Linked DNA regions of Mus musculus: all the other regions are linked to region 3. The links are chromatin contacts, called in public HiCAR-type, HiChIP or PLAC-seq and promoter capture Hi-C maps. All regions are on one chromosome and are shown on one strand. Each heading gives the region's core, a stretch centred on a gene start, on an enhancer-like site or on the middle of the called end of the contact. The rest is flanking DNA. Distances are from core to core; before and after follow the strand shown. Region 1 overlaps 2210408F21Rik (RIKEN cDNA 2210408F21 gene). Region 2 holds the start of Mkln1os (muskelin 1, intracellular mediator containing kelch motifs, opposite strand). Region 3 holds the start of Slc35b4 (solute carrier family 35, member B4). Region 4 overlaps Mkln1 (muskelin 1, intracellular mediator containing kelch motifs). Region 5 holds the start of Podxl (podocalyxin-like). Region 6 overlaps Lncpint (long non-protein coding RNA, Trp53 induced transcript). Region 7 overlaps Podxl (podocalyxin-like).

Evidence for each region. Promoter capture Hi-C pulls out the DNA fragments that hold promoters and counts their contacts. HiCAR-type assays count read pairs that join an accessible place to other places. HiChIP or PLAC-seq counts read pairs in DNA pulled down with a chosen protein or histone mark.
Region 1: a HiCAR-type map of astrocytes shows a contact between it and region 3, with 3 times the contacts expected there. The contact joins the enhancer-like site here to the promoter of Slc35b4 in region 3. A contact is called at or near these places in 5 of 39 promoter capture datasets (the 3T3-L1 cell line, 3T3-L1-derived adipocytes, embryonic stem cells and 2 more), 2 of 115 datasets of contacts at active chromatin or transcription factors (astrocytes and embryonic stem cells) and 1 of 9 other capture datasets (embryonic stem cells).
Region 2: a promoter capture Hi-C map of pre-B cells shows a contact between it and region 3, with 6 times the contacts expected there. The contact joins the promoter of Mkln1os here to the promoter of Slc35b4 in region 3. A contact is called at or near these places in 5 of 39 promoter capture datasets (the C10 cell line, cranial neural crest, hippocampal neurons and 2 more) and 1 of 115 datasets of contacts at active chromatin or transcription factors (astrocytes).
Region 4: a contact with region 3 is called in a promoter capture Hi-C map of liver, with 4 times the contacts expected there. The contact joins the enhancer-like site here to the promoter of Slc35b4 in region 3. A contact is called at or near these places in 9 of 39 promoter capture datasets (the 3T3-L1 cell line, 3T3-L1-derived adipocytes, the C10 cell line and 5 more), 2 of 115 datasets of contacts at active chromatin or transcription factors (astrocytes and embryonic stem cells) and 1 of 9 other capture datasets (embryonic stem cells).
Region 5: a contact with region 3 is called in an H3K4me3 HiChIP or PLAC-seq map of embryonic forebrain, with 12 times the contacts expected there. The contact joins the promoter of Podxl here to the promoter of Slc35b4 in region 3. A contact is called at or near these places in 10 of 39 promoter capture datasets (the 3T3-L1 cell line, 3T3-L1-derived adipocytes, cranial neural crest and 6 more), 7 of 115 datasets of contacts at active chromatin or transcription factors (astrocytes, embryonic forebrain, embryonic stem cells and 2 more) and 1 of 9 other capture datasets (embryonic stem cells).
Region 6: a promoter capture Hi-C map of liver shows a contact between it and region 3, with 2.2 times the contacts expected there. The contact joins the enhancer-like site here to the promoter of Slc35b4 in region 3. A contact is called at or near these places in 5 of 39 promoter capture datasets (the 3T3-L1 cell line, embryonic stem cells, hippocampal neurons and 2 more), 1 of 115 datasets of contacts at active chromatin or transcription factors (large pre-B cells) and 1 of 9 other capture datasets (embryonic stem cells).
Region 7: a contact with region 3 is called in a promoter capture Hi-C map of hippocampal neurons, with 14 times the contacts expected there. The contact joins the enhancer-like site here to the promoter of Slc35b4 in region 3. A contact is called at or near these places in 8 of 39 promoter capture datasets (the 3T3-L1 cell line, 3T3-L1-derived adipocytes, embryonic stem cells and 3 more), 2 of 115 datasets of contacts at active chromatin or transcription factors (astrocytes and embryonic forebrain) and 1 of 9 other capture datasets (adipose tissue).

Annotation. Positions count from the first base shown.
Region 1 is chr6:31,329,312-31,333,638 of GRCm38.p6, forward strand. The region is part of intron 3 of 2210408F21Rik (RIKEN cDNA 2210408F21 gene); the gene reads left to right. Among named protein-coding and RNA genes, the nearest start is that of Mkln1os, 67 kb to the right of the region's middle. Within about 2 kb of position 3,075, at least 84 of the 459 cell types and tissues checked have an H3K27ac peak or open chromatin away from gene starts, as enhancers often do. A contact at or near this core is called in astrocytes, where this site is marked.
Region 2 is chr6:31,396,682-31,400,761 of GRCm38.p6, forward strand. Mkln1os (muskelin 1, intracellular mediator containing kelch motifs, opposite strand) reads right to left here and starts at 2,092. Exons shown (of 3, transcript NR_040300.1): 1 at 1,934-2,092. Mkln1 (muskelin 1, intracellular mediator containing kelch motifs) reads left to right here and starts at 2,147. Exons shown (of 18, transcript NM_013791.2): 1 at 2,147-2,273. The coding sequence starts at 2,176.
Region 3 is chr6:34,175,551-34,179,622 of GRCm38.p6, forward strand. It overlaps Slc35b4 (solute carrier family 35, member B4), which reads right to left and starts at 1,504. Exons shown (of 10, transcript NM_021435.3): 1 at 1,228-1,504. The coding sequence starts at 1,304. Gm13855 (a long non-coding RNA gene) reads left to right here and starts at 1,498. Exons shown (of 3, transcript XR_868963.3): 1 at 1,498-1,672; 2 at 2,655-2,814; 3 at 3,731-3,827.
Region 4 is chr6:31,478,646-31,482,713 of GRCm38.p6, forward strand. The region is part of intron 12 of Mkln1 (muskelin 1, intracellular mediator containing kelch motifs); the gene reads left to right. Among named protein-coding and RNA genes, the nearest start is that of Mkln1, 82 kb to the left of the region's middle. Within about 2 kb of position 1,611, at least 26 of the 459 cell types and tissues checked have an H3K27ac peak or open chromatin away from gene starts, as enhancers often do. A contact at or near this core is called in embryonic stem cells and liver, where this site is marked.
Region 5 is chr6:31,561,516-31,565,872 of GRCm38.p6, forward strand. It overlaps Podxl (podocalyxin-like), which reads right to left and starts at 2,422. Exons shown (of 8, transcript NM_013723.3): 1 at 2,064-2,422. The coding sequence starts at 2,133.
Region 6 is chr6:31,182,826-31,186,798 of GRCm38.p6, forward strand. The region is part of intron 1 of Lncpint (long non-protein coding RNA, Trp53 induced transcript); the gene reads right to left. Among named protein-coding and RNA genes, the nearest start is that of Lncpint, 34 kb to the right of the region's middle. Within about 2 kb of position 2,581, at least 37 of the 459 cell types and tissues checked have an H3K27ac peak or open chromatin away from gene starts, as enhancers often do. A contact at or near this core is called in liver, where this site is marked.
Region 7 is chr6:31,521,006-31,525,306 of GRCm38.p6, forward strand. Podxl (podocalyxin-like) reads right to left here. Exons shown (of 8, transcript NM_013723.3): 5 at 3,934-4,087; 6 at 3,665-3,726; 7 at 3,300-3,467; 8 at 1-2,214. The coding sequence ends at 2,017. Among named protein-coding and RNA genes, the nearest start is that of Podxl, 41 kb to the right of the region's middle. Within about 2 kb of position 2,191, at least 23 of the 459 cell types and tissues checked have an H3K27ac peak or open chromatin away from gene starts, as enhancers often do. A contact at or near this core is called in hippocampal neurons, where this site is marked.

The DNA.
Region 1 (4,327 bases), core at 1,825-4,324, 2.8 Mb before region 3:
TAATAATTATTAAAACTAAAATTAATCTTTTGTTTGGAAAGATATTTTCAAGGGCATGGTATAAACTTGTCTATAAGTCCATGCTAGACATATTAGCCAGTCCAGTCCCTTTCATTTCTGGGTAGTCTCATCACTAGAAGAACAGTGTGGCAAAGCTTAGTGCATCACAGCATTTCCTCATATATTTTCCCATTAAATCTTTCCATCGGCCATGCATGTTAATCAGGGTTGGTATTACCTCAGATTTAGAGATGAAAGACAATGGTGACCACTAGAAACAAAGTAAGACCCATGAAAAACCAGGGATGTAGGACTTTTAATATAGAAAGCATTCCTACCTATCACTAGTTGAAACACAGATATTGGTCAAGGATATAATTTTAAAATATATATATACAAAAAGACTGTAGTGGCAATCCAATAAATTTTTAGAAACAATTTTTTTTTTAACTTTTCCGTGTTTTGAGACAGGATTTCTTTATGTTGCCTTGGCTGTCCTGGAACTCACTTTGTTGACCAGGCTGGCCTCAAACTCAGAAATCCGCCTGCCTCTAATATAAGTATTCTTCTCAGTCCAGAAAAAGATGGGTCAGATGACACAGTAAGAAAATGGGATGCCAAACTACTGATTTTTTTTTAAGAGCTGGGGGGAGAGAAAGCTTAGTCTGTAAAGGAGGTCCTGTCTAAACTTGATGCTTATTTATAGTTTAACTCCCATGTGGAAAATCCAGGTACGAAGGTGTGTACTTGTAAACCTAGTGACAGAGAAGCAGAGACTTGAGACATCTGGGCCTTGCTGGCCTAACTGTCAAGTCCCAGAACACAGTGAGAGACCCTGTCTCAAAACTCAAGGTAGAACAACTGAAGAATAGCACCTGAGACTGTCCTCTGGCTTCCACAAGGACACACATGTACAAATACAGACGCATGTACACATGCACACACCTACACATAAACACAAAATTATGTTCAGGAACTATGCAAAGAAGAAAAAAAGCATAAGCTAGTAAAATATGCAGAAATGTGTGTATGTGCTTTAAAACCAGTGAACTCTGAAAGACTGTTAATAAGCAGAGCTGCCAAAAGTGATTTAAGTTTGGGAAGCTAAGTTGGTTCCTTCAAAGCTTTAAGCCTAAGCTGTTCCCTGTCTTGCCAATCTATTCAACTGGGTCACTTCGTTCAAAGGAGACCAGTTAATACGGACTGAAAATTGGAGAAGGCAGCCGTTGGTGAGCTTTGCCAAATGCCTTCCGCTTTAGCGGTTCACAGGAGACCTGGAAGGCTGTTTGCATCTAAGTGGCCTTGACTCTACAGAACCATCCCATTCAGCAAAGGTTTCAAGTGTCTTCGAACACGCCTGGCTTCTAAATGCTTGTATGGAATTCAGCCCTTACCTGAATTTGCATTTGGAGTCTATGTATTCCGTGTTGTCACTCATCTCCTAAGGAGGCATTCAAATGAGTTTCCCTTTTTAAGATTTTTTTTTCTCTTTTTTTTCCCAGATGACTGTTTACTGCACAGGCCCACCAGCATATCCAAAATGTCTTCAGTCTCTCTGTCTTTCAGGATGAGCCCAATACTCCCTGGTAGAGCCTAGCATGGCAGAGGCCTTGGGTTTGATCTCCAGTGTAGACGAATGAACCATTTCTTCTTACCCACGTGCAGCTCTGACGACTTTTCTCTTTATTTTCATCAGAATAAGCCTGCTATGATCAGCACACTCAACACTCTCCAGCACTTCCATAATTATCAGACAGATGGGGTTATAATGTTATAAAACAGCCAGCATTAAATACAGGCAACATGATGGTGACAGAAAAGTAGTTAGCCAAGGCTGAAATTAACAACAGCCAACCAACACTGTTGCTGTCTGTTGGGGCCAGGGATGCTGAAATTCTATGGCTTTTTTTTTTTTCTTTTTTTGAAAGGTGACAGGTTGCCAAGCTGCCAAGAACTCCTGCCTCTGCTCATACTGCTCTGCTGAAGTACATTTGCGACATCAACCATCAAATTACATATAAATATGTAATCAACTAAAGTTATTTATAGCTAGCTCAGTGGGTTTACGTTGACGGAATGGGCTGAGGCTGCCGGTTTGATCCTTTGCCACTTATTTGACACATGAAGAAAATTCATCACCTAGTAGTCTGTCCCTACACTCGACCAGGTCACAAAGCTGTGATCTTCCAGAGACCTGGTTCTACTGTGTAGGTGGACAGTCATATCATTTCAGGTACAACCTCATATGGCAATGTAAGTACTAACCTTCAAAACAATAATCAGCCTTGGAATCTTCCATCTCAAAACCTCAATTAGCCATTCACAAAGGAGAAGATGCCTTAGTCATATGTTTAGAACCATTTTCAATATATTTATAAGCACAGGTTGGATCACAGTGTTCTCAAATGTAAAACACTTCTTTAAAAAAAAAAATCAAAAGAGCTTCCCCCCCCCCTGCCCCGCCCCGCCCCATAATGTACTAGAAACCTAGAGGGTGGGTCCTGGTTCTGCTCACTGCCTGGGACCTGATGACAATCCCTGCTGAGTTTGTGCCCTGAGATTTGCCTGCAAGCAGTTCACTGTTCCTGGAGGATACTACACGGCTCTCAGAGCACAGAAGGCTATAGATTCACAACCCAACTTCTGGGGGTAAGAAGAAGATGGAGAAGGAGAAGAAGAAGGAAGAGGAGGAAGATGGGAAAGGAGGAGGACAAGGGGGAGGAGGAGGAGGAGGAAGATGATGAAAAGGAGAAGGATGGGGAGGAAAAGAAGGAGGGGAGAAGGGGGAAGAGGAAGAGAGGGAGAAGGAAGAGGAGGAGAAGGAGGAGGAGGAGGAGGAGGAGGAGGAGGAGGAGGAGAAGGAGAAGAAGAAGAAGAAGAAGAAGAAGAAGAAGAAGAAGAAGAAGAAGAAGAAGAAGAAGAAGAAGAAGAAGAAGCAGCCCTATCTCCCTCTGTTTGAGGCTCTGCTACCCCTCCAAACCCAAACCATCATGTATGTCCCTGGCCTCCTAGATCTGGCTTGCAGGGCTCCTTTGAGGTCTACTCCCCACTGCTTCTCTCTCCCAGTCGAGCCTTGTTCGCCCTGTTCCTCTGAGTCAGCCCGTGAGTCATCTCACTCATTAGCCGAACGAATGCCTCTCTAGCCCCTGAATCTCTTTTGTTTCCTTGCATCTAACTGGTTTTCTGGCAGCCCCCAAATCCAGAAACAACCTTGAAGCTGGAGGGTGGCTTGCTACCAAGATGGTCTGCTCAGTGGAGAGGCTGGGAGAGGGCAAGTTGAATTAAGATGGAGGTGCTGGTGTGTACACTGTGGCCTCGGGGTGGGGGTGGAGGCAACTTCAGTGCCCAGAATCCATGCCTCTGTCCATTCATAGGACGGCACAAGATTACTAGATCTTGGTGTCCCCCACCCCTGCTCCCCACTTCTTTCTTTTTTAAACAGACTCTCATTATGCAGCCCTGGCTTGTCCAGGACTTGCTGTGTAGATCAGGCTGGCCTCAAACTCACAAAGATTTGCCTGCCTCTGTCTCCCAAGTACTGGTTTGAAGGGAGAGCAAACCACACCCAGCTACCCTTTTCCTTCTCTTTCTTGTCTTTTTGTCCTCTCCTCCCAACCCTCACCCCTCTCTCACACACACACCTTTGGATGATACCAGGAGAAAGCTTATGGACTGTACTAGTGATAGACAGGCAAAGAGCAGTAAGTATTCTTAGACCACATGTTGTTTTTTCTCCAGTTCCTGCAGGCGTATCTTTCCGTCACAGTTCTCTTGATGTTACATCCCACGACGCTTCCCCTCCTGAAGAGGTGGATGGGAAAGGATGTGTGAGAGATGGGGGGTCATCCTAGTTGAGGCCTCCTGGGTCTATCCAGATGCCCAGTGAAAGGATGCTAATAAGAACTCTAAATTCACTTGTTGGAGCAGCGGCACCATGGCACCTTTATTAATTCATTAATCTTAAAGCCCTTTGTAAAGTGGAGAACATTCGACTTGGCTGAGTGTGACACTTTTCATTAAATCCAGCAATTTAGTTTCGAAGGGCTCCTTGGAGACCACCTGCGCATTCCATCCCGGCGGCAATGGCAGAGCACCTGTGTAGAGTGAGCCTGGCAGAGGCTGCCCTAGGACTGCACTGTAAAGCCTGTGCGTGCAATCACTGTAAGATCTGTGCATGCAGTCACCCGGGGAGCTAGCTGAGATGCCGGCTCCAGTTCAAGAGGCCAGATGGAAGGCAGTCTAATGCTCATCTGTAAGTTCCCTGGAGGTCCCGCTACCCCAGGGGCCACACATGGAATATACCAAGACTCCAGCGGCTCTGCAGAAA
Region 2 (4,080 bases), core at 842-3,341, 2.8 Mb before region 3:
TCATTGAAGAGCTCACTGGTAAGCCATTGATAATGGAAGGGAAGAGAAAGCCACAGAGGAGCTGAGCATGGTGACCCCCGTCCTCAAGAGAAGCAGAGGTAAGAAGTACTCTGCAAATTCGAGGCCAGTTAGGTTTACGAAGTAAGATTCTGTCTTGAAAACAACAACCATGACAGCTCTCCCCTCTCAAACAAACAAACAACTGCAGGAAAGTCTAACACTTGAGAAGAGTTGGTTTAAAGCTGCATGGCGGGTGAGGTGAGGAGAAGCACCGAGTAAAGCTGGGAGCTGGAGAGTGGCCTCCCCAGGGAAGGAGGAGGTCATGCCAATGGTCATGCCAATGTCCAGTGCCAAACAGTCACACCTGAAAACGTAACTCAGGTAACATTATACGGACTCAACCGGTTATACTGGAGAATAAATATTTATATACAAGTACATATATGCAATAACAATTAATGAAAAAGGGGCCATAAATTTGAATAGTAGGGACAGCTATATAGAAGGTTTGGAGGAAGGAAAGGGATGGGAGAAATACTGTAATTGAATTACAATCTCAATAAGAAGAATTGGTTTATATCTGTTTTTCACATTATATAGTTGATCAGGAACTATACAATTCTCTGCCTGGAAGAAAAACAACAACAACAATAACAACAACAACAACAATGACTTACTAAGATCCAAAAAGAAGAGGAATTAGCAAATTGTGGGTCCTCTAACTGGAGTGAATCCCCATCTTATCTTCTCCCTTTTAGAAGACAATCTTTCCCTCCAAGATAATTTCTCTGTAACTAACTTCCTCCATGGTAGGCAGTTATCTAACTGAAGTCAGTGGGGTTAGAGCATTACCTCAGGGGTCATTACCTCAGGGGTCATTACCTCAGGGGTCAATACCTCAGGGGTCATTACCTCAGGGCTCATACTCATTCCCAACAAAGTCTTAAACACTGAGTATACTTGTGGTCTAGCTGACATTGCTAGTGGTATCATAGTAGAGGCTACTGCTAAAATTTCACCAATGGAAACGAAGCCAATAAAGAATTGGAGAGATTTGATGGGCCGGTTAACGATCATAATCAAAAAGAGTAAAACTATTGGATCATTTATTGAGATACTCTTTGCTTGAGTTTTTAATATCCTCTGGTTGACACAATGATGCAATCCAAACTTCCAGGAGTCCAACCTCTTAGGCAGGGAGTGACACGATTTTGGGTGATGCCGCTAGGTAAGCAAGGGCATATTTATAACCCTGACAAACAGGTACTAGACAGGAGCATTATCTAACTTTGCCACCTATTTAGGCCAGATGTTCCTTTTGTGATAAAAAGCTGGAATGATGCCTGCTGTCAGGCTTCATGAACAGTATGTATGTTGGAGGTGGGTGGGGTGTACTCATTATTCCTTCTGAAGAAGACGCGATCTTTTCTCAAACATCTCTCTCTTTCCAAACATTTGGGCTAAATTTATGTTAAAATTCAAAGCAAGCAGATTTAATGCCGGAGACAAATGATGGCACACAACTTTCCAACTCTGAGCATCTTCCTGGTATGTGGGCGAATGTCATTTCTGGGTACAACGATGCCATCAGAATATTAGTAAGAGAGGCCGACAAGAAATGTTTACAGACTGATAGCAGAACACACTAGCTGTTCCTTTATCTTGCCTCCACCTGACCCTTGAACACGGTGACAAGGACATTTTTACCCCAGGTCAACTGCAGAGACAAAGGCCATACGTTATTATTGCACTTCAATTCTCCTCACCTCTGTTTCCGGAGAGGATTTATAAACAGGCTAGAGCAGTGGTTTCCAAAGTAGGAAAGATGGAAAGATATTCCCTTCCCAAGCTCATCGAATTTTCCCTTCCTATTCTAGGAGACGTTTCTTTCTTTTTTTTTTTTTTTTCAAAATGTCCTTGGCTTTGTCTTTACCTGAGCTTGTATGAAAAGTCCTCTGTGCCACTCCTCTGCCAGCCTCACAGGAAAGGAAAGCCTCCCTGGGAGGGTCAGCTAGGAAAGGACAGCGTGGGAAACCCGAGGAAGCGGCCTCCAAGCAGCCAGTGCCGGCCCTGCGCGGTCGGGTTCCCGGCGCGGCCCCTTTAAGAGCAGGCCCCGTCCCCGCCCTCCTCCTGGCGGGGCTGGCGCTCGGTGGTGGCCGCTACGGTGCTGACAAGATGGCGGCTGGCGGGGCTGTTGCTGTGGCGCCGGAGTGCCGGCTTCTGCCCTACGCGCTGCATAAGTGGAGCTCCTTCTCCTCCACCTACCTTCCCGAGTAAGTGCGGGGCCCCGCGCTCGAGCTGTCGGAGCCGCTCGGTGAGAGCGCGGCCCGCCAGAGCGTGCGGTGTGGGGAGCGGAGCCGAGAGAGGCCCAGGCGGGGCCTGTGACGGGGAACGCGCGGCCTCCGGAGCTTCTCAGTGCGGCGGCCGAGTGCTCCGGCCTGGCGGGCCGAGGCCGGGCTGAGGGCCCGGGAGCGAGCTCCGGGTGGCGGCGGCGAGGCGGGCTTGCGCAGCGGGAGGTGAGGCGGAGCGGAGCGGGGCTCCGGGCCCGGGCCGCGGGCGAGCCTCCCCCGCCGTCGGAGGTGGTCAGGGCGACGACGGGGGCCCGGTCCTTCCCGGACGGCTCGGACAGCGCCGGAGTTCCTGAGCCCGCAGTAAAAGTGCTTAGCTCTGCACGAGTGGCGAGAGAAGTTGGGGAGTCCATCCGCACCCTGGCGAGAACTTGGAGGACTGGCAGAGGGGTGTCTTGGCTTTTTTTGGACGGGGGGGGGGGCTGGAAGTTCTGAAAAAGATAGGGAAGGAGGGCAGGTCTGGGGGCGTGCGGCTTGCCCGAGGGCACCACCAAGTCAGCAGAAATGGCCTTAGGAACACAACGAGGAACGGGTGCAGTTTTCCGTTGCTATTCGAATAAAATTGCTACATCTCCGGAGTGTCCTGAACAGGGAGTGTGTTCCATTCGTATTTTTAAAATTCCTCCCGTTTGTTCAGATTGGATTTCTCGAGTCCAGTCGGTCAGGACTCTGGAAGTTGAAGCTGCGGGTGAAGAGTCAGCCTCCGCGGACTGCCCACCTGCCCTCCTCCTAGTCACCAGGTCAAGGGTTGGCACTGAAGCCTTGTAGCTCCCGCCCAATGAAGGCTGACCTGTGGTCTGATCTGGCCGGTTGTGGCCTGTTGATAGCTGGTACATGGCCACATCTCTGATTGATATTGGAACCCAGCTTTTAATTTGAGGGTGAGCTGGATAAGCACCGACCTTCATTTGAAGTGGACTTGTGGCTGTTCATTCTGTAAACCTCTGTTTTTTTGTTTTTTGTTTTTGTTTTTTTTTGGTAGTTTTTTCTTTTGGAGGTGTGTGTGTGGTTGTTTGTTTTGGAGGCCTTTTTAAGGTTGTTTGTTTTGACTGACTCCTTTGAATCTGAAGATAACATTTTTTTTTGTGTCTAGGTTAGAGAGTTGGTGGTGTGTCACTAACTACCTCGAATGACTTTTTCCACCCCCAGGTCTTTGGTTAGATAACTTACACTTTAGGTTGTCTGCCATCGCTTTACCTTCTGGTGTAGGCATGAGACTGGGATAGCCCAAATCCCAGTTGCATTACCTGTTGTATGGGCATGTTAAGGAGAGAGGCATTTCTAAAAGGAGTCTTGATCTGGTGGGATAGTGGTTTTAGTCAGCCTCCAGTTTGGAGTGGGGACAGCACCTGCTGTTCCAGTTGGACTGCAGCTGGAAGAAGCCATTGCTATAGCTTCCTTAAGGCCACAGAGAAAACAGTTTATTTGCACTTAGTACTTGCACTTAGTGTATCTTGTTTAACCACAAAGACATTTCAAACATATAGTATAGTTTTAATTTTAAAGCCCTTTAGAGTTAAGCAGTCCGGAGTGAAGGAGTGCAGATGAGCATTAGGAAGCTTGGGTTTGAGAACTTTGTTAGGCAGGCTGGTGTGTGTCTGCCTTAGTTGTAAAATTCTTGGTTCTGAACTTAGGTTAGCAAGTATACGTCTTTGTATGACAGGAAGTTTAAGAAAGAGATTGGTTTCCCCGCCCCCTAAAATGACCTCTAATGGGGTGAAACAGTGGAAGG
Region 3 (4,072 bases), core at 254-2,753:
TATTAAATAGATTGAATTCCAAAGTTTTCTGCCTTTGAAGTGTATCCAGAAACTTCTTTTTCATTTTCATCTTCCTGTCCACTCCCAAGACAATCGATCTTCATCAACACTCTGCATAATAAAACGGTAAGCTCTCTAAAAGCAAACTATAACACATACAGACTTGATCATAAATAAACTGCTTACTTCTGAAGGATTCAAACCAACAGTATCAAACAGGATAAATTTCCAACAGACATCACACCATGTTCAAAACTCAAGTTCAAAAATGGAAGGCATCTGGAAATGTTACTGGGCTAGGAGCTTAGACAGATACAGTCCAGCCCATTTTTGCTCTGCCACTTCCAAATAGTGAAAAGATGCCCAACTTTGCATCTGTTTCACTTTCAACAAAACAATGTAACTCTTGGTCACAGGGTTGCCCTAAGCAGTATATAGATAGAAACCTGTAGCTAGTGACTCTGAACTGAGTATTGAACTGTCTGAAAAAGGAGACCGAAGCTCCAAACCTTAAATAACTAACTGGAGCTGTTTAGTCCTAATCGTTTTCCAGTTCATCTCCTGTCTCTTTTCTAACTTCTGCCTACTGAACTTTGCACATAGTTACCCAACGTTATTTGCAAGACACCACACCACAAAGCCAATCCTGTTCCCAATCTACACTTCAAAGAGCACGCTTCTCAACGAAAGACTGTGATGTGCGAAATGCCCAGGGACCATGGTGACAGCTCAGTTGTTATCTGCACCACATCACTCACATATGAGTCTAAGCCAAGTGCTCACAACCATCTATCTCTACGACCAACAAAAACAAATGTTTCGCAAAACATGTCAACACACACACACACACACACACACACACACACACACACACAAAACTTTCTGTGAGAAAAGTTTTGCTCCAGACAGACACGTGTCATTCATTCACTGGTCAGCGAAAGGTGCTAGAGTTGGATGAGTAGTAGTTGGAGAGGGTGCTCCTAGAGACCTAGGATCGGTCACGTGAGAAAGTCTCCAGGCTTCAAACTCCCCAAAGTGTGGCTTGGAGATGCCGACAGCAGCACTCTGGATGTTCCTGTCACCTGGATGCTAACGAATGGAGGAGTGCCAGGGCTGCAGAGTAGCTGACTGCGTGGGTATCCCGTGCAGCGCACTAGGGAGGCGGCCAGGGCTAGCAACCCCGGACCAGCTTCGAGAACCCGGGCGCGGCCCGAGAGGGTCACTCACCGGGCCAGCAGCTCTAGGAAGATCACATTACTGCAGCAGCCTGCGAACACCAGGCCCACCGCGAAGGCCGGGCGCATGGCCGGTGCGGGGCACGGGGAGCCAGCGCGCAGAAAAAGCGCCCTTTCAGTTCGCTACCCTAGAAAATCCGCGCGCAACATCACCACCGCCAGCGGTTCCCTCCCTGAGGGCCGTCTTGATCAACTCTTCCTCCGCAGCTGCCACCGACGCGGCCAGACCAGGAGCTGTAGTTCTCAGTCATACCCGGTCCCATTCATTTGAGGGGGCGTCCTAGGGCTAACCAAACTACATGTCCCAGCAGACCGCGCGCCTTTACGGCAGGCGTGAAAAAAACAGGCAAGTTTCCCCCGAAGGCTCGCGTGAGTCGGTGTCGCACTGCCTTCTGGGAAATGAAGTCCCAATGCTGTTCGTGTTCAGTACCATAAAGGTTGGAATGGGATTCAACGAAATAGCTTGTGTGCTCCCTGTAACTGACTTCTCATTAGAGTATTCTAGCATCTGTAACAACTCACCTGCAACTGAGAGAATGTAGAAATTCCTGTAACATCTAAACCGAATTCTAGGACAACAGCGAACCTAAAAGTTTTGAGATTGAGCCTTGGCTTAAACTGCCTGTTTAGAGCATTGGCTTAGTACTCCACTCTCATCACAGGGGAAGATAGGCCTGTCTTACTAATAGTTGTTGTAGAATAGACTAATACAGTAAATGTATTGCTTTATGTCGTGATTTTTGTAGAGACACTGAACACATGTCTTGTGCTGGCATTTTGCCAGCTTAAGGTGCTCATTAAATATTGAATTTAACTGATAAAAGGCATTCTTTTTGCCATAGTTCTTGTTTCTAGTCTCCTTTGAAAGACAGACATTCCCAATTTCAGAATGCACTAGAGCTTATTGAAAATTCAAAGTTCAGGACCACAAATAAAAATTGTGCTCAGTAACCATCATTTAGAGCATGCAGGCGCCAGGATTCTGATGAGATCTCTGGGTCACAAGTTGGGGAAGCCACTGGCAAGTTAGTTGTGAATCTTGAGGAAAACTTCGGAGTGTTTATGTTTATCCCCTAAATTGCCTCCCATCATGTGGTGTCACTGCTGATGCAATCACACGTATGAAGGGGCACAGTTCTGAGCAGTAGCACTAGTCTTACATAATAGGAAGAAATAGGGCTGTTAATTCATCGCATCTATGAAAAACTGGTCTTGCTAGGTGTACAAACACAGAACACAAAGGCACTGGCCTATGTACATAGTTGATGGTCACCATGCAGTCTTTCTTGCTATTGCTGTTGAATCGGAGTGAACACCAAGAGGCTCAGTAACTGATGCCACAAGACTTCAGCTGAAGGGTAAAAGGCACGTGCTTCCTTTCAACACTTAAATGCTGACGTGAGCATTGTATGTGCGCAGCATATGTCTTTCAGGTGCGCTCAGAGGCCAGACAAAGGCATCCGATCTAGAGCTGGAGTTTCAGAGGTTGTAAGCCATTCCCTGAGTGCTCCAAGTTGAACCTGGGTTCTCTGCCAGAGCAGCCAGTGCTCTCAACCACAAAAGCATCTCTCCCATCCAGGTATGGCCAGTTTTGACTGGAGTGCTTGAACGTTGGCATTCTCAGAGTTTCCCCGGGTGATTTCTGTAGCTGAAGCTGAGAGCTGTTGAGGAAGGGGAAGTACTTAGAGGGACGGAGTCAGTGACATCAGTAGGTCATCTTTAAAGTGTCACCTCAGCCTGATTAAACTGAAATCCATAGGGAATGGAACCCAGGATCATCTGTCATTGAAACTCCAAGGCTGGGAAGCCTCACTTTGACTTAGTTCAGTTCTCAAGCCTGGCTACATGATAGAGCCACATGAGAGACTTTAACAATTTGCTGAACCACGAAACTAAGCCCAAAAATATCAGAGCCACTGCCAACCAAATAAGGAAGACACCTAAGTTTGATGTCTAAGCGGTGACATCTGTAGATGCTTCTGGCTAGAGAAAAGCTGAGCCTTAGCTCTGATTGGACTGGAGATTATTTCACGGCACACAAAGCTTCACTTCTCATCTACCGCTCCCATGCACACACCAAACTTGGAAGTACTTGAAGGGCGTTCTAATCATCTCTTCCTGAGTCTCAGATAAAAATCAAAACAGACTTAAGTAAATGAACGAAGAAGGAGTCTGAGTGTCTGCATATGCTCTGGATCTTCCTCCGTATTTCTGTCTTAACCTATCCCAGTTTTTAGTAAGAATATATTTACTATACATATCGATGACCTGGGCTCTTGTTCAAATGCTGACTCTGGGTTCTTCTACAAACTAAACACAGGTTAAACATTTCTAACAAGCTTTGAGTTCGTGCCAGGTCTCCTGGTCTGTGGGCCACACTCTAGTGAGTAGAAGACTATTCATTAACTCACTCTAGAAACTGCTCTATTCCTGCCCTCACTGGTTCAGAGAATTCAGGCCAACAAAACTATCTGTGAATTCCTTCTTCTCCTTAGCCTGCAAGCATGCTAAAGACCCAACCAGACCGAACCAGCTAACCAACCAGCCAACCAGCCAACCAGCCAACCAGCCAACCAGCCAACCAGCCAACCAGCCAACCAACCAGCAAAAAGCCCCACCAAAGCAAAAGAAAGAAAGAAGTAAGGAAAGTTTATTTTTCTTTTTCTTCATTTTAATGACAAATGTCTTCAAGTAGTAATGAATATTCTTAGTCTACTTTAAAATGCCTTTAATATATTTTTTAGAATTTCATACATGCATACAATTATTCAATCATACTTACCCCTCCCTCCTTCCTTAACTCTTCATGTATCCTGCACCTTAAAAGATTATTTTTC
Region 4 (4,068 bases), core at 361-2,860, 2.7 Mb before region 3:
TCATTTTAACTGCCATATAGAAAAGGGACTCTCTTATCGATGGTCCTTTTACAAAATGAATTTAAAGTACCTAAGTTGGAACTGGGAAGGTAGCTCTGTCAGTAAAATGCTGCTACACACGCTGAGAACCCAAGTTGAGACCACCAGCACCCATTGAAAAGCTAGGCATGGTGATGGGTGTCTGGAACACCTGTGCTGGGGGAGTGAAGCAGCCAGATCATCGGAGCTTGCTCAGCAGTCTAGCTGCCTCAGTGGGATCCTGTCTCAGATAATCGTAAGGGAGAGAACAATAGAAGAAAACATCCCTGTGTTGACCTCTAGCCTCCACAGGCACCAACAAGCACATGTATTTGCACGCGCGCACACACACACACACACACACACACACCTTACCACCCCACCTTAACCCCCACAAACACTTACCACCCCACACCTTAACACCCCCCCCAACACACACACATCTATATCCACACACACAAATACATATGTTGTTGTTGTCATTTATGGGCACTATGTTAGAGTAACCCTCTTTTAATTAAAGTTGTTTACATAGAAGAGGAAAAAGACTGGTCTGGTGAGATGGCTCGGTGGATAAAGTCCTTGTGATGCACACCAGGTGGTCTGAGTTCTATCCTGGGATCTTATGATGGAAGGAGAACTGTGTCCTAGAAGTTACCCTCTGACTTCTTGCAGACATAATGTATGACAAGTAGCCTATCTACTCACACACAATTGAAATAAAAATCTCAAAGAAGAAAAGTTATTTTCTTTAAAACGTAACACTAAAGGAGAAAATGTAGAGTCATTTGGCTCTCAGGATCTGTACTCATACCCTCCTTACTGGAGTTCAGGCTAGAGGTTTGTTTGCTGTGTTCTGTTCTTTGTGACTACCAGTAAAATGGACAGTCTTACAACCTAGTCTCTGATTCATTGGCCAGGGCTACAGACCTGCAACCCTAGAGTTTTCCCAACCGTAAAGAACAAAGTAAATGGAAGATGTGGAAATAAATATTTGAAAATTTCTGCAGACCCAAAACACTGATCTTCAGATTGTAAATGGCCCTCTACAAATAAAATAAAATAAAATGAAGTTAAATTTCAGAAAACCAAAAGGTCTCCTTGCCAGATCATCAAGGCAGATCATTGTGTATTAAGGTGCATTTTTGTATTCTGTTAGAAAGAGGACCTCCTAAACTCTCCTAGAACAAAATGAGTTGCACTCAAGGAAACAGGACTTAGAAGGACATAGAAACTCTCAGTGCCATTAGATACTACAAGATAAAGAAAATTCTTGGAAAAGTTACTAAACTGGAGATACTTTTGTAGCCAAAATGGTGAAGAAAAAAGGGAAGTTATTTTTAGATCTACTGGGTAAATCCATGTTTACGCTCTAGACCTACCTCTTAGCAGTTTAAACAGTTGCAGAATCATCTCTCTAAGCACAAGAAGTCCAGAGTAGACCATGAGCGCTGATGCAGTGATTCAGCCCCCAGGTTCCCTCCTGTGCTGCACTGTCTTTAGTAAAAGTGGTAGCTATCTGGAGACAAGTTCAAACATGCCTTTCCTTCCAAAGGTGGCCGGCAGGGATTGCAAAATTTGTCCTGACAACTCCCAGTGGGATTCTGCTTAGATTTCATTGGCTAGAACTGTGAAACCAGGGTTCACTAGAGAGTCTGGGGAAGCATGTGTTTCGGGTATGAAGCAAAAAGGGTTGGAAATAGCAGTTATCTCAAGATAGGAAACTGATAGAACTTTTATGTACTATTTTTTTAGAAAGATACTTTATATACTAACAAAACAATAAGTATCAAAAGAGAAAACACAGAAGCTTTAAAAAAAAAAAAAAAAGAAGAAAATCCAACATAGAAAAACAAAGGGGGATTTCCAAGATGTGGCCCAGTGAGCACCAGTGTGGCACAGGGGTTCTAGATCAAAGTAGGCTTTTAAAGATTTATTAATTGATTGTATCCATGCATGTGCTCAGGGCCTAAGCTTCATGCCAGCCGCAGCAGCTGTAGTTATTTCGACCTTACTGTATGCTAGATTATCTTTTATTGATGGTAAGATCCTGATAATAATTGAACATAATTCAACTACATGGTGATAGAGCCAAGACTAAAGATTTCACTGCACTGCACCACTTCCCAAAACTGAACAAAAGTCTCACAGAGTAATAATAGTGGAAACAAAGCTACTTAAAAAATTTTTATTGTAATAAATTTAATGGTTATAATCTGAAAACATTTAAATTTGTAACAATTATATAGTCATTTGCAACATTGTTATCTTTAATCAGTTATGACTACCATTGTGACACTTCTCTTGTGCCTTTTTTGTTGTAACTACAAAGGTAATAATCTCATGGTTGAGATTCTAAAACAATAACAACAACAAAACCCAGAATGATACAAAACAATCCAACTATTCAGAGATAATCTATTAACATTTTGATGTATCACTTCCTAATCTTTAAAAAGGGTGATTGTATCCAGTTTTGTTTTCTGACATTTTAAATTTTACATAGGTTTCTTTTGGTGATGATTTTTCCTTTATCATAGTTTTATTGCTATGAACTTAAAGTAATAGAAAGGCAAGTTGTCTCATTCACTAGTTATTGCATTTGTCAGTTCTTCCAAAATTAAAATTACATGTTTGCTGTGTATTAATTTTTAATTGGTTTACAGGGAATTAACCACACAAAGCATGCAAATCCATTCATTAATTTAACAGCATTTGCCGGGCGTGGTCTAGCACTCGGGAGGCAGAGGCAGGCGAATTTCTGAGTTCGAGGTCAACCTGGTCTACAAAGTGAGTTCCAGGACAGCCAGGGCTACACAGAGAAACCCTGTCTCGAAAAAAAAAATTAGCAGCATTTGTTGATTGTTTACTAGCATTTAAGGTTTATTAGACCCCCTCTCTTCAAATAGTTCATTGACTTCCATTTTCCAAAGATTGTTTTAAGCACTAAGGATCTACATGAGGACCCCAGGGATTAAGCTAACTCAAAAAGTTCGTATTCCAGTGAAGACTGGCTGCAGTTGCATCCTTAGTGCTGTGAAGAAAAGAAGTTGTATGCTTTGCTAATGTGTAGCATGAGAGAGGCACCCTTAATACACTGTAGTTTGGGAAAGCATCTCTGAGGAGGGAATGTTTACGACTGGAAATGAGGAGGAGAGAATTAGAACCACCAAACAATGATTTTTCTTCCTCCTGAATAAGTTATTGTAAGGTTTCATTTCTGGGTCTAGGTTGGATTTCTTTTGAGGATATCTCTGTTAAGTATGCATTTTCAAAGTGGCTGATTTTTACAATGATCCTAAGAATTTCATTGCTCAAAAAGTTCCAAACTAGAATATTTATTGTATGTTCAGTGTTTTACTGAGAACTTTTCTGGCAGAGTTGAACATCTGGTTTGAACTAGCTGGTAAATGTGCCCACCTAAAACTTGAAGAGTTATGCTTGGAATTGAAGAACACACAGACTCAGTTGACCTAACAGTTAAACTGAAATTAATATTTTACTTCTCTGTTTGGTTTTGGGGCTTCCCAGCCATTCTCTGCTGCATTACTTATGAAGGACAGAGCCATTTGCTTTGCTTTGCTTTGCTTTGCTTTGCTTTGCTTTGCTTTGCTTTGTGTATGCGTGTGTTTGTTTGTTTGTTTGTTTGGTCTGCCCCCATCTGAACCTGCTCCTTCCCTCTCTTCCCCCTTTCCTTTTTTCCCTTCTTTCCTGCTCCCTTTCTTATGCCTTCCCTTTTTGTCCCCCCCCCCCCCGTTTATTTTATTTTTACTTTCTTAAAGAATTGTTGTACCTGGAGGGGACTGAGAACCCCAGTTGGAGCTCTCAGGGTTCTATTTCAGTTCTTAGATAACCTTACCTGATGTCTTAGGGTGTGCATCTGCACTTGTTAATTACCAGAGTGATAGCTGAAGAAAAAGGCGGCCTTGTGCACAGCCTCTGTGTTAGCTGAGGTGATCTAATCCTCTAGTTTGGCTGGTCTTGTTGGGTATCTTTGTTTTCTCCAGTGCTTTGTTTTCTCTGCTGCGTTACTTATGAAGGGCAGAGCCA
Region 5 (4,357 bases), core at 1,172-3,671, 2.6 Mb before region 3:
ATATGGCTGATGACAGGCCTAGAGGAGGGTGTAAAACCACCACAACCCAAACCCAGGTTTGCCCCCTAAGCCTTTTTTGACCTGGATACAATTCACCATCATCATCGTCATCATAATCAATTTGCTGTCCTCGTCATCAGTGTAACCATTCCTCCTCGCCACCAAACACTGTCAAAGAACGTCTCTATATTGCCACATACTGTGAAAATGACATTTCAGGATTTCGGTATCCAGGGCTCAGTGGTGCTAAGAGACTTGCTGTTTGGAACAAGGCCAGGTTTCTGGACACATTTGTTCGAGCATATTGATCTCTGACTATGAGCTGTCCCTGTGGTAGAGTCTGGACAGGGCCCCTCAGCAGGCATCATTCCTAGGCAGTTGTCAGGTGCCAGACAAGAAACCCAACCTTGCCGGGGCGTGGTGGTGCACGCCTTTAATCCCAGCACTCAGGAGGCAGAGGCAGGCGGATTTCTGAGTTTGAGGCCACCCTGGTCTACAAAGTGAGTTCCAGGACAGCCAAGACTATACAGAGAAACCCTATCTCAAAAAGGCCAAAAAAAAAAAAAAAAAAAAAAAAAAAAAAGAAGAAGAAGAAGAAGAAGAAGCCCAACCTTGATGTCCAGGGACCCGGTTGGGAGCAGTTCACTGATGGCTTCCAGGGATCTCCCTTTAGCCTGTATCTTCTCCAAGCTTGGCTTCTATAAGATTGGAATCACTGTGGACTAACTAGCTCATCTGGCTTTTGAATGGTACTAGGGGCTCCCCCTCCAAAAGACTGCATGTGAAGACCATGAAGTTGCCAGGGCACTCTACAGACTTGTCGGTCCTTGTTAGACTGTGGCCCTCCAAGCTCTTCCCATCTTCCTCGAACTGCACCCCTCCTCAAGGAGCACAGGCCCTTCCCCCAATGGGAGTACTCTTCCCTTCCAGGTCCCGTTGGAGTCCCAGGCCACCCTCCGGAGGTTTAAACCTCCATTCCCTGAGGACCAGCCCTCGCCACCCTACCATCTCATCTCTCATTGTTCTGCAGAATCCTGTTCCCCCAACACTAACTCCCACAGCAGCAGAGTCCCTTCCCCGCTTGGGCGGTCACCACTGTACTTCCGACTCTGGAAAGCCTCCCTTCGCTACTTTCTCCCTGCAGCTACCTGCTCAAGATAGGCTACTCCGTTTATGAAACCTGCCTCTCTCTCCTGGGCTGAGTCTCTCAGCTGTTTGGCAGGGACTTTGGGACACCTGCTCTGGTTATGTTTGCAGACACTGCCTGACCTCTCAAACAGAAAGTAACATTCCACCTTCAGAAAGAAGGTAGTGGGATCGTCTCCAAGCTGGGTCTGATGGGAGATGGGTGCCCGAGGTATTACTAAGACACAACTCAAACCTCATTTGTGAAAGAAATTTCTTGTTTACACAAAGGGGTGGGAGGGGCCCACCATCCTGGCCATGCTCTGAGAAAGAATCCGGTCCTTTGGCAACATGAAGGCAAGGACCCCACTGAACCAGGCTCTGGGACCCTGGAAGGAGCGCTTATTCCACCCGTCCCGGGACAAGCTTAAGAAAAAGCGCTTGCACAAGAAGTACGCTACACGCGTGGGCATTTAGGGATTTGAGGTCAGTTTCAGGGGCTCCTTCTTGTGGTCCCTGCCCGCGGCTTTGCTTAGTTTCAACGACCTCCCAATACGGTCCCCTAGTAGCCCCAAACACGAGAAAGAGAAATCGCATTCTGGTGGTCATGCGGGAATCTGGGACCTCCCCACAACCCAAAGTTTCCCCCCCATCTCCAGCGAACCCACCAAGTGCCCCCTTTACAATCTCACAACCTCCGGCTCACTCTACACCAGTGAAGACTAGGAATAAATCCACGATCTGGCCCCGCACCTGCGGGGTTCTCCAATTTGGAGGGGGCGTGGATGGTGCCAAGGTCAGGACTCTGCGTGCGGCCACGCGGGAGAGGCTGCAAGCGGTCCGACCACGCGGTGCAGCCGGCTTCCCAGGAGCCCCACCAGGCTTGGGGCGGAGGGGAATGACCAGGGGTCCCGGCAGAGCCGCGGCTGTCCACTCACCATTATGGGAGTGAGATGCAGGCGACAGTAGCAGCAGCAGCAGCGCGGAGAGCGCCGTAGTGGGAGGCATGGTTGTGCTCGCCCGGGGACTCCGAGCAGGTGGCTGCGGCGCTGGCGCAGGGTCGCGCGTCCGGACAGCGGGAGCGTCGGCGCCGCTCCGGGAGGCCTGGCGACGGCCGCGAACTCCGGAGTCGCGATCCGGCCGCTCCTCCTGCCTACCGCAGAGCTGGGCTGGGACACGGAGCCAGCAGCGACGAGCGAAGGTGTCTGCGGCCCGGGCGGTGTCTGCGCCGCTGCGGCCCCGCGCACGTTGCTGCGAAGACTCCCGCCCCGTCCCGTCCGCGCTGGCCTCCGCCCCCTCCCCCAGGAGCTCGCCCACAGCGGCGGCGGGGTCGGGCGGGGCGGCGGCTGGGCGGGCGCTGGGCTGCGAACAATAAGCAGAGGAGGAAACTCCGCCCTGGAGCGCGGCGGGCGGGGGAGCAGGGGCTGGCGGTCCCGGGCAGTGCGTGTGTGAGTGAGTGTGTGTGTGTGTGTGTGTGTGTGTGTGTGTGTGTGTGTGTGTGTGTGCCTGTGAATCTGTGCTCACGCTGTGTATACTTGCCTGCGCGCGCGCCAGGGACCCTGTCAGACAATCAATCCATGCCGCGGATGTCCTACACATTGCTTTTGCAGGGGATCAGCCCGGATCCTCCATAATGCTACCGCCCTTACAACGCAGGCACAGGCCCCCCCAGTCTGGAAGTTCCGATAAGAACCGACCCTTCCAGGCCCCCAGACCTCAGCGCCTTCCTGCGGCAGAACAAGGGAAGCAGGTCCCCTGCCCAGCAGGTGCCTGGATCTCGTGCAGTCCCCAAGTCTGTCCTCCGGGATGAGCCCCGTACCATCTGGACGGGTTTTTGTTTTTGTTTTTGTTTTTGTTTTTGTTTTTAACCTCTCCCACCGATGTACAAATGGATGCGACTCTTTTAAGGCAAAAATTTCAGCGCTTAATTCGTGCGCGTCTGTGTTCTAAGTGCTTTGCACGTATTAATTCGCTTGCTCTTCACGGCAGTCACATTTTTAAGCCTCGTTTTGCAGACAGAAAAATAGAGTTAAAAAAATAGTTTAAAAAGTTGTTTAAGATCCCTTAGGTGGTAAATAGCAGCCTTACTTCTGAGATTAATCTGGAAAAATACTTTGCACAGAGCCCGTAATACTGTAATTGAGCCATAAGAAATAATATTGCTGAATAAAAAGCAGCAATGGAGATTTAAGGGCCTCGGCGTCAAATCCAACCTGGGCTCAAAACCTAGTTGGGCTAACTCACTCTGAGTGCTTTGATTCTTTACATACGAAGAACAAGGCTAACAACACTTCCAACAGCTGCTGAGACACTTGCTTGGGAGACGCACTTAGCGTAGGGCCAGAACCTTGAACAGCCTTAATGAAAGAAGCAGCTTTCGCTCGTGAGAAACCCATAGACCTGAGGTGGGAGATCGGAATTGGAGAATCTCATAAATGGAGAATCTCATAAACCCGAGTTTACTCTGTGAAAGGACAAAGAAGCTCGCATCCTATTCGTTTGGGGAGGCGGGGAGGCTTTGCGGGCTGCAGACTCAGTGGAGTCCCCTGCAGAGGTGGCACTCTCATCTCGGGATACAAAGCTGAAGGGGGAGGGGAGGCTGACACGGAAAGGATATGGTGAAAATTTGTCACACATGACTCCTGGGTTGCTAATCCGGAGTCTTTCTGTCAGATGAGCCTAAGTGGAGAGATTGTTCCCGGATCCCAAGGACCGTGGACCTTATGAATCTCTCAAGTGGGCTATGCGCAGGCTCATCGTGAAACCGCTTAGGAAGAGTAGGGTTGGGGCGTCCTTGCAGCGGGCCTCAAGTTTGAGAAGAGCTTCCAGGCTGTCTTTACTAGGAAGTTTCTGCATGATCGTTCTGGCATGGTATTCCACGCCGCGTATGGGAAAGACAGAGGGTGTTCCCTGTGAATACGCCGGTGTGTGTGTTTATGTGTGTCTGATGGTCTTTTTTTTTTTTTTTTTTTTTTTTTTTAGCACTGTTCTCCTCGACAGTAGTGCCAACAAAAGGCTTGCTTCTCAAACCAAGCAACACTTTTTCAAAACTGAGGTTGAAATTTTTGTTTTGTATGCTCTCCGATGAATTGTATGCTCTCCGATGAATCATGCCTTTCACTCAGCGAATCTATACAAACTCAAAAACAATCAATACTAAATTCGTGGATAAAGTCTGGGACATTTTACATTCACATGATTTCAGATTGGCCCCACTATTAGATCACACATA
Region 6 (3,973 bases), core at 1,331-3,830, 3.0 Mb before region 3:
GTTCCAGACTCTATATATAGGATAGTGGACATGGTGGTGGTACATGCCTTTAATCCCAGTGCTTAAGAAACAGGGTCAGGTGAATATGAGTTCAAGGCTAGTCTGGTCTACATAGCAAATTCCAGGAGAGCCAGAAATTAATAATAATGACAACAACAACAACACCCTGTCTCAAAAATAAAAATCTTTGTTTTCCTTAAATATCAGTTTAATTCCACATTGACAAAAAACAGGACAGGAAACATAGGTCCAGAAGACATAGAAAAATACATGCAAATTTTATCACACAAAAACTAAATGCCAAAGCTTGTAACACAGCACTGGCACTGATGGAGCCCTGGGTTCATGTCCCAGAAACACAGCGTTAGAAAACAAAAACCCAGAAGAGATCTAAGTGTGGCCATCATCCATAAGCTGTCATTAGCCTTCTTAATCTAAAACAAACAACAACAAAAGCCCCACTTCAAACAGCCGCATGGAGTAGATAAGCCTGTAACCCCAGCACTCAAGAGGCCGGCAGAGGGAGGACCAGGCAAGATCAAAGGCTACTTGAATTTAGATGCTAAGACCGGGCTCATAAAACCAAGAGCAGGGCCTACAGCTCTGTGGCACAGCCTTTAGCAATTCCAAAGTTATCTCTAGCCATGCTGGACGGAAAGTCTCAGTTCTTATCTGAAAAAGTCTTGTCCAGCAGATTTTCATATAAACTGGGGTCTTCAGAATTGTCCCTGGGGGGATATACTGGTTGGTTACACAGGTCCTGGGGTCAATCAACAGCACTAACAAGGAAACACACACACACACACACACACACACACACACACACACACACACACACACACACACACGAAAAGCTACCCATGACACCTCCCTAAACCCCATTAACACATCCTCTTACATTGCTGGTAAGGTGTGTGATCTGGCCTCAAGTAGCAGAAAGTATTATTCATGTTTTACTGCTATGGGCAGTCAGTAATTAATGTCTGTATGAGAAATACATGGCAGGCTAGGATGCTTTTAATTTTTAAAATGGTTGTACCCTAGGGTCTTATTGCTCTTTTGGTATGAAGAGAAACCACGACCAAAGCAACTCTGAAGAAAGAAATCACTTAACTGGGGACGTGCTTACAGTTTCAGAGGTTTAGTCCATTATCATCCTGTCAGGAAGCATGGTGGCAGGTGTGCCAATGATGGTGCTGGAGAAATGGCTGACATCCTGGTCTTCAGGCAAGAGGGAGCCACTGGGCTTGGCATGGGTTTTGTGAAACCACAAAGCCAAACCCAAGGAACACACTCTTCTCCAACAAGGCTACACACTGATCCTTTCAAACAGTGCCACTCCCTGGAGACTAAGCATTCAAACATCTATGCCTATGGGGACCATTCTTACTCAAACCACAATACCTAATAATCCAAGAAGAGAGTGTTCTTAAAAGAAACTGCCCTTCTGTGATCACATTCTCTCAGATGGGCAATTGGCTACAGTTGCCCTTCATATGCAGGGAGGAGCTGGGTCTGCCCTATTTCATTTGTTATGAATGGTTAAGCTTCTTTATTATAAAAACTTGCATTAAAAAATATATGCTTTGAAAGACTGAAGATGGTCTTTGCTTTCTTCAGTGCTTTATCCTAATCATCAAAACAAAATGTCTGCACTGGAGTCATTGTCGTTGGAGCAAGGAGGAAGGCACACTATGGAGACGCTACACTGCAATGTCTAGGAGCCCTCACAGGGTGAAGTCAGAGGAACAAGGGGTTGAAGCTCTCTTCAGCAGATTTCCAAACAGCCCAGGGCCAGACCTCAGGGCCCAGAGTTCGTTTCTGATCGCCTGTCCTGTGCACCTCCCAGTTACCTCCTAGAGAACCCAATTCACGCGGTGTCCTGGGCCTGTTATGTAACTGTGGTTGAAGATATTTTTCACTAGACTCTTTAAACAAAGGTTCACGTGACACGTTTCTGCTTGAGTTTAGTTCCAGGAAATGTTTGGTTTCTGCAGATGTTTATGTGCTTCTGGTTGTCAACACACACAAACTATGCAACTCTGTGTTTTCCTTTTCTCGCTTTAGCAACTAGAAAGCCCCCAAATCAAATCTGTTCACCAATTCTTCCCAATAGAATGGCTTAAACTTTGTTTTTTATAAACCTATTTTACCTTTTGTCCTGAAATATGCTAGTGTCATAGTGGCTTATAAGTTCTAGACTAAAGTAGAAAAGGGGAAAGCATTGCAGTGTGTCTTGCACTAAGAAGGATACCTGCTAAGAATTCAATTTGTTGCCTAAAAGAACCCTTTTCCAAAGAGACACAATATAGCCCTCTTGCCTTTTTATGCAAACCCTGTCCACAGCGCTTGACTGAGACACAAATATACTCCCAGCTGAATTTCCCTAGCAACCCTGAGAAGCCTGAAGGGTTTTGTCAACTACATCAGTGAGAGTTCTTTAATTACTATTTTGAAAATTAAAGTGTTTTGGAAAAGCCAGCTAAAGGGCTTTCTGGCAGGTGTTCTTAGAGACTGGGACTAAGCATACAGATCTACAAGCCAAGGGACTACTTCAACTGTGCCAGAACTTTGGCTCAACATTCCCTGACAGATAAAGCAAAAACAAAAGAGAATTGATTACGAAGTTATCCCTAGGGATGCTGGGAAGTAAGTCTCAGTCTAACTGTGACTTGTCTGGTTCCTATCTGAGAACAAGCTTTTCTAGCAGATCAACAATAAACTGAGGACTGCCCCTGGGGGCATGCTTACTCAGACTTCCTTGTAGTATATATTATATATGGTACAAATGCAAAGCTCTGATAGCCCAATGAAATAAATAAAACCCAGACAGTGTGCAATCAAACTTCTTAACAGTATTTTTCAAATATGGTAGCCACAGAAAGGCTTGATGAACTGACCAGGAGTGTGGACTGAATCCAGGGCCTCATACCACTGAGCTATATTGTGGCAAAGGATTTTTAAACAGATTTAATTTTAGTAACTCTTAATAGTACATACCTACATGCTGGACACGGTACAAGTTTTTGGTAGAATGATCATTTTGAGACTAATAAATATTAATTAATATATATCATACTAGTTGGGGTGTGTGTGAGCATGCCTTTAATCTCAGCACTTAGGAGGCAGAAGCTGGCAGATCTCTTAGGAGTTTGAGGGCGGCTTGGTCTATACAGTAAATTTCAAACCAGCCAAGTCTTTACAATAGCGCCTTGTCTAAAAGAAAGTATGGATAGTTATGTAGAGGTATAACATTTTGAAAAGATAATATAGAGTGCTAGCTTTATATTTAGATGTATAGTATGTATAGTTAGCACACCTGTAGCTCTTCTATTCATGGTTAAAAATCAGAACTTGAGGGCAAATGTTAAGTCAGCTCCAGTGAACATGGCCATTGTGTCTTGTTTTGGACACCCATGTGGGATTCAAACTACACCGTGAGCCAGCCAATTACCAAGCTCCCCCATACCCCCCCACAGCGCCCCCCCCCCACGGCCTCACACATGGACGGACACACACACACACACACACACAGCCACCTGGCTCGGGAATCCTGGGAGGAAGCAGAGCACAGCAGCAGCAGAGGACTCGGAGGGGAGAATACTGCTTTATTTAAAGGAAAGTTTCAGGTACCTCTGTCTGTGGGAGGGAGAAGTCCACATGTCTGTCCATGAGCTACTCTCCTCCATCTGGATGGGTACTGGGGGAAAGGGTGATTGCAAGAGTAGGGACCTAACATGCTGGTTTGGAAGCCTTGTGTTTCAAGCAGAAAGCAGGGTGTTCTCTAGTGGCCCCAGGCTGTGGGCAGAGTTACCATGAAAGCCAGAGTAAGAGTTCCTTCCTTCTGAAGCTCAGAGTTGCAGCATCCCATCAAGAACTCAGAATCCACACACAGTTCCTCCCGTACCACATACACGTTTATACAACAAAGGTCACATTTACCAAGCATGCTAGGCAACACGGGTGACTTTCT
Region 7 (4,301 bases), core at 941-3,440, 2.7 Mb before region 3:
AGAAGGAACACTGGGCCAGTCTGGTCAGAGCCATGGCTGTTCCTCCAGCCCAGACACACTATCTGTTGTCTAATATTACAATCATAGCTGACAGACTGTAGGGTTGAAATCTGTGACCAGTTTGCAGAAAAAGCATTTGCGGTCTGTCAAATGGCCTTGCCCCATTGAGAAGAAGAAATCCTGTCTGCCTCTCGGACCATGACAGAATGAACCCACTGGGTGGCAGAACCTAATGCAGGGATCAAACAGACCTAATTCCCCCCCCCCCCCCAGTTGGCACTGTTCCCCACACTCCCCTGCAAACCTTAGAGAAGCATGCCAAGGGGCTTGTTGAGTTCTTCTTAGCCTTTTTTTCAAGCTCCTGTGAAACTCACTAGGAGCCTTCCCTGACTTCTGTCAGCCTTTTCTTTCTCTCTAGTCTGTATCTCAGAGAGACAGTGGTAAAGATGGACTCAGGCAGAGGACACCTGTCTGCCCCCCTAGCTCCCCTTTCAAATAAGCTGCTCCAAACCAGACAGTCCTGGGAACTTATACCACAAGAATACAAACCATGGGCCTAATTCAAAGCTCCACACAGGGCCCCTTCCCCTTTCTCAGGAAACCCATCATCACTATGCTGGGCCCTCGCAACCTTGGACATGGCTGCCTGACACCGCTGAGCCTGGACAAATCCTGTGCTAGGTACTAGGCATGGTTTTATGTTCCCTGAGAGGCCATCAGAAATGGGACAGCTGGAATGCCACAAAGCACACCAGACACAAAAGCCTGGCTCCGTGCTGGGAGAGTAGGCCAAGGTATCTTAAAACTGCACAATCTGGGCCTTTCTCCATGTGGCAAAGGAGGGTGCAAACCGATGGAATTAGCTCACAGTCTCCACGATCTGAGCTTTGGCCTTTGGCAGTAAGGAGCTGGCGCACACACACACAACACACCACAGCACACCAACCCAAGCTCTCAGCAACTTGAAAAGTCCCTGAGCTTCCTGTGGAATAATAATAATGCCTGGTAGGTTAGATCGATTGTCTACTGAGACACATTTGCCAATCAGGGACCAGTTGGGACCCCAGGACATATCTGTTCCTAGACAACTGCTATGTGACACTAGGTTTTGAGGAGTCACCCACTCAGCTGAGCAGTGAACAACAAAAAAGGAGCAGAAGCAGACGGCCAGAGGAGATTTTTGAGAAGTGTCTTCTAGGGAGTGTCTTAAATGATAGGCCAGTCTCAGTACAGAATCAGCTGCCATGAGGAAGCTATTGGGGAAGCCATCAGAGCATGAGATGCCTTTGCCTGCCCACCCACCCCTTAGGCAGACTCCATTAGATAGTGAGGCCTGTGAGTTTAGTCCCAATCCCACTAAGAAAGGCAAGGAAATCAGAATGTAGAACAAGAAGTTCAAAGCCATGCCCTGGGAAATAATGGGACTAAAGACTAACTCATGAGAGGTGGGATACAACAAGCTAGCCGAGGCCATGTTATAGGAGATGGAAATTGGGGACCTGTCCTTGAGACCATAGAGGCTTGGTTTTCTTTTCCAGCCTGCCCACCTGCAAGTGTCTTGTGCCTTGGGGAATGGGCACAGATGAACACAGTAGTGTGTCTGGATGCAATTAAGCACCAGACTGAGGGAAACAACCTTTGTCACCAAAGGGCTGTGTGGCCCCGTGCAAGTCACCTGACCTCTTAAGGCCTCAGTTATGAGATGAGAGGGTGCCGTTCCTGGAGGAGCTCCAGAGACTCGCATGGCGTTCTCCATCTTCCTCCTGCCTTCCTGCTCTGGGCTCAGGCACAAGTAGGTTATTTTACATGAGGGAACTAGACAGAATGTGACTTTGTTGAACTTGAAAAGGAAAATTAAGGCCCTGTAGGGATTGTGAGGAGGGAGACAACCTTCGGAGTCCATTCTCCCTCCCCAGTCTTTCTGTCTTCAGGTGGGAAGATTTCCCCCTCCCTGTCCAAATGGCACTTTGGGTGGTCTGGAGCTCTGCAGTGCAGTTGGGGTGGCCAGCAGACAGATCAGAGGTGTGTGTCTTCCTCCTCATCTAGGTCATCCTTGGTCAAGTTGTCCAGAGGGACGATCCAACTGTCCCCCAGCTCCCCATTAAGGTTGACCACCTTCTTCTCCTGCATCTCAGAAGGAGTCTCCATCACTTCCAAGGTTGGGTTGTCATGGTAACCATTCTCCACTGTCTGCAGCTCCTCTGTGAGCCGTTGCTAAAATGGGGACAATAACACAGGAAGACGGCAATTTTGGAGTGCTGTGAGCTTTAATATGAAACATTTCCCCATTCAACCCAGGGACCTCAAGTTGGCCAGATTAAATTCCCGTGGTTCACTTGTGGGGGCAGAGACCACCCTGGCTACTAGCCTGACCATCTCATGAGTACTCCCCCATATCCTAAAATTACCAGCTGCTTTCTACCTTCATTCCGTGGCAGTCTGTGACATCATGGAGAGAGATTTCTGAAGACATTTTGTCCTTGAGATCTTTTTTCTCTTCTCCATCCCTCTCCATAAAAACCTCTGTTTTTCTACATCATTCCATAATAAATAACAGAGAAGAACAACATAAATAAATAAGTAAACAAACAAGGCTCCTTCAGAGCAGCCTGACAGGACTTTTCAGTGGTCAAGGTGAATAGGGTGGCCCTTACAGATGTGCAGACAGTAGTCTGTGCTCTGAGATCCAGCTGTGGATACACACTGCCATCACTCATGCCTCGGTCAATGCACGAGGTCAATAGGAGTGGGAACTGTCTTAATGCTCTCATTAGTTTACAGCTAGGGTGGAGACCCACAGCAGAACAGCACTGTAAAGTTGAGACAGGGTCCTGCTGTGTAGCCCAGGCTGACCTCCAACTTGCAATCCCCCGGCATCAGCTTCCCAAGTGCTGCCATTACAAATGTACGCCACCACTACACCAGAGAAGATGTGGTTCTAGTTGGTTGGGTGAAAGAAGCTTTTTTAGAGCAGCACTTGCCCAAGGCCATATATGATATATAATATATTTAGGGATCATATCCCCTAAGTCTCCAGAACAGGTCTGCAAGGGACCATCCCCACTATGCAGACGACAAGGCTGTAGACTTATGATTGACTTACAGACATTGACTTACAGACACGGCTTAACCCTAGTGTTTCTGCTCTTGCTTCCACATTTGAGTCTCCAGCGTTAGAGACAAGCTAGCTTGACAGCGGGGACAAGAACCTGTTCGAAGGCTCCAGGCCCACTCCTGTGGAGGGACCGAGTGAGAGACACATTGGGTAACTGGGCTACCTAGAGTAAGAAAACACTCACCTGGTCCTTCCTCTGGGAGATCCGCTGGTGACAGCAGCCGTAGAGGGCAGCAACAAGGAGCAGGAAGGATGCCATGCAGACGATGGTGATGATGAGCGGCAGGCTGAAGCGGTCCTCATTGACCTCTGGAGGCCCTTCCTTCCCCAGCTTCATGTCACTGACTCCGGCCTGGCCAAGACACAGAACTTAAGTGACAGAAAACGGGAGTCCAGACCGTTTGTCTCCACTCCAGTCTGTGTGGGTCTGCTGCTGCTATCCTACCACCCGCCCTGTTCATATGTCTGCCTCCTGCATGCTTATACTATCAAAGGAACTCCTCACCAGAAGGCACTGGGCTTAGGACAATACAGGGCAAAGCTCCTTACCTCTGTCAGGTCATCCCATCTGTCCTTCAGTAGCTCATACACGGCCTTAGGAGAAAGCTTCGCTGTGGGAGAGACAAGAGACAGATGCTGCCTCCAGGGTCCAGCCCAGAGTGAAATGTCAGGGGTAGAGGGGGTACCCAAGGGGAGGATGTCCCTCGGGTCTGCTGGGATGGTGGCTGGCTTGTATAGTCTTAGGTGCCTCCACCCCTAACCATCCTTCTGTGGCACTCCCTCCCACACAGGGTCCGGTCCCCTCACCCTCGACTCACTCTCGATAATGATTCTCTTCACTGCCACCGCCTGGTTATCTAGAATAGGGGCCACATGTAGAGTGCACAAATCCTCAGCTGGCTTGAAGGACGCTTTGACTGAGTGACACAGCAGTTCCACGAGTTTCTCTTTCTCATCCAGAGGGCTCCTTTCCTAGTGTACCGAGAGCACAAGTGATTCCCAGGCTTTGCCACAACAGCTCGGGCTTGTGAGGCTGCCCCCTGCCCGCTCAGCCTGCAACAGTCTCTTCTCCACCCTTCACTGGTGCTGCTCCCACGTCGCCAGGAATTAAGTTAAGGACTCCCAGGCTGGTCCTTAGCCTCTCAGTCTCGTTCTGAACTCTTTTCCCATCCCCTCAGCCTGGGCA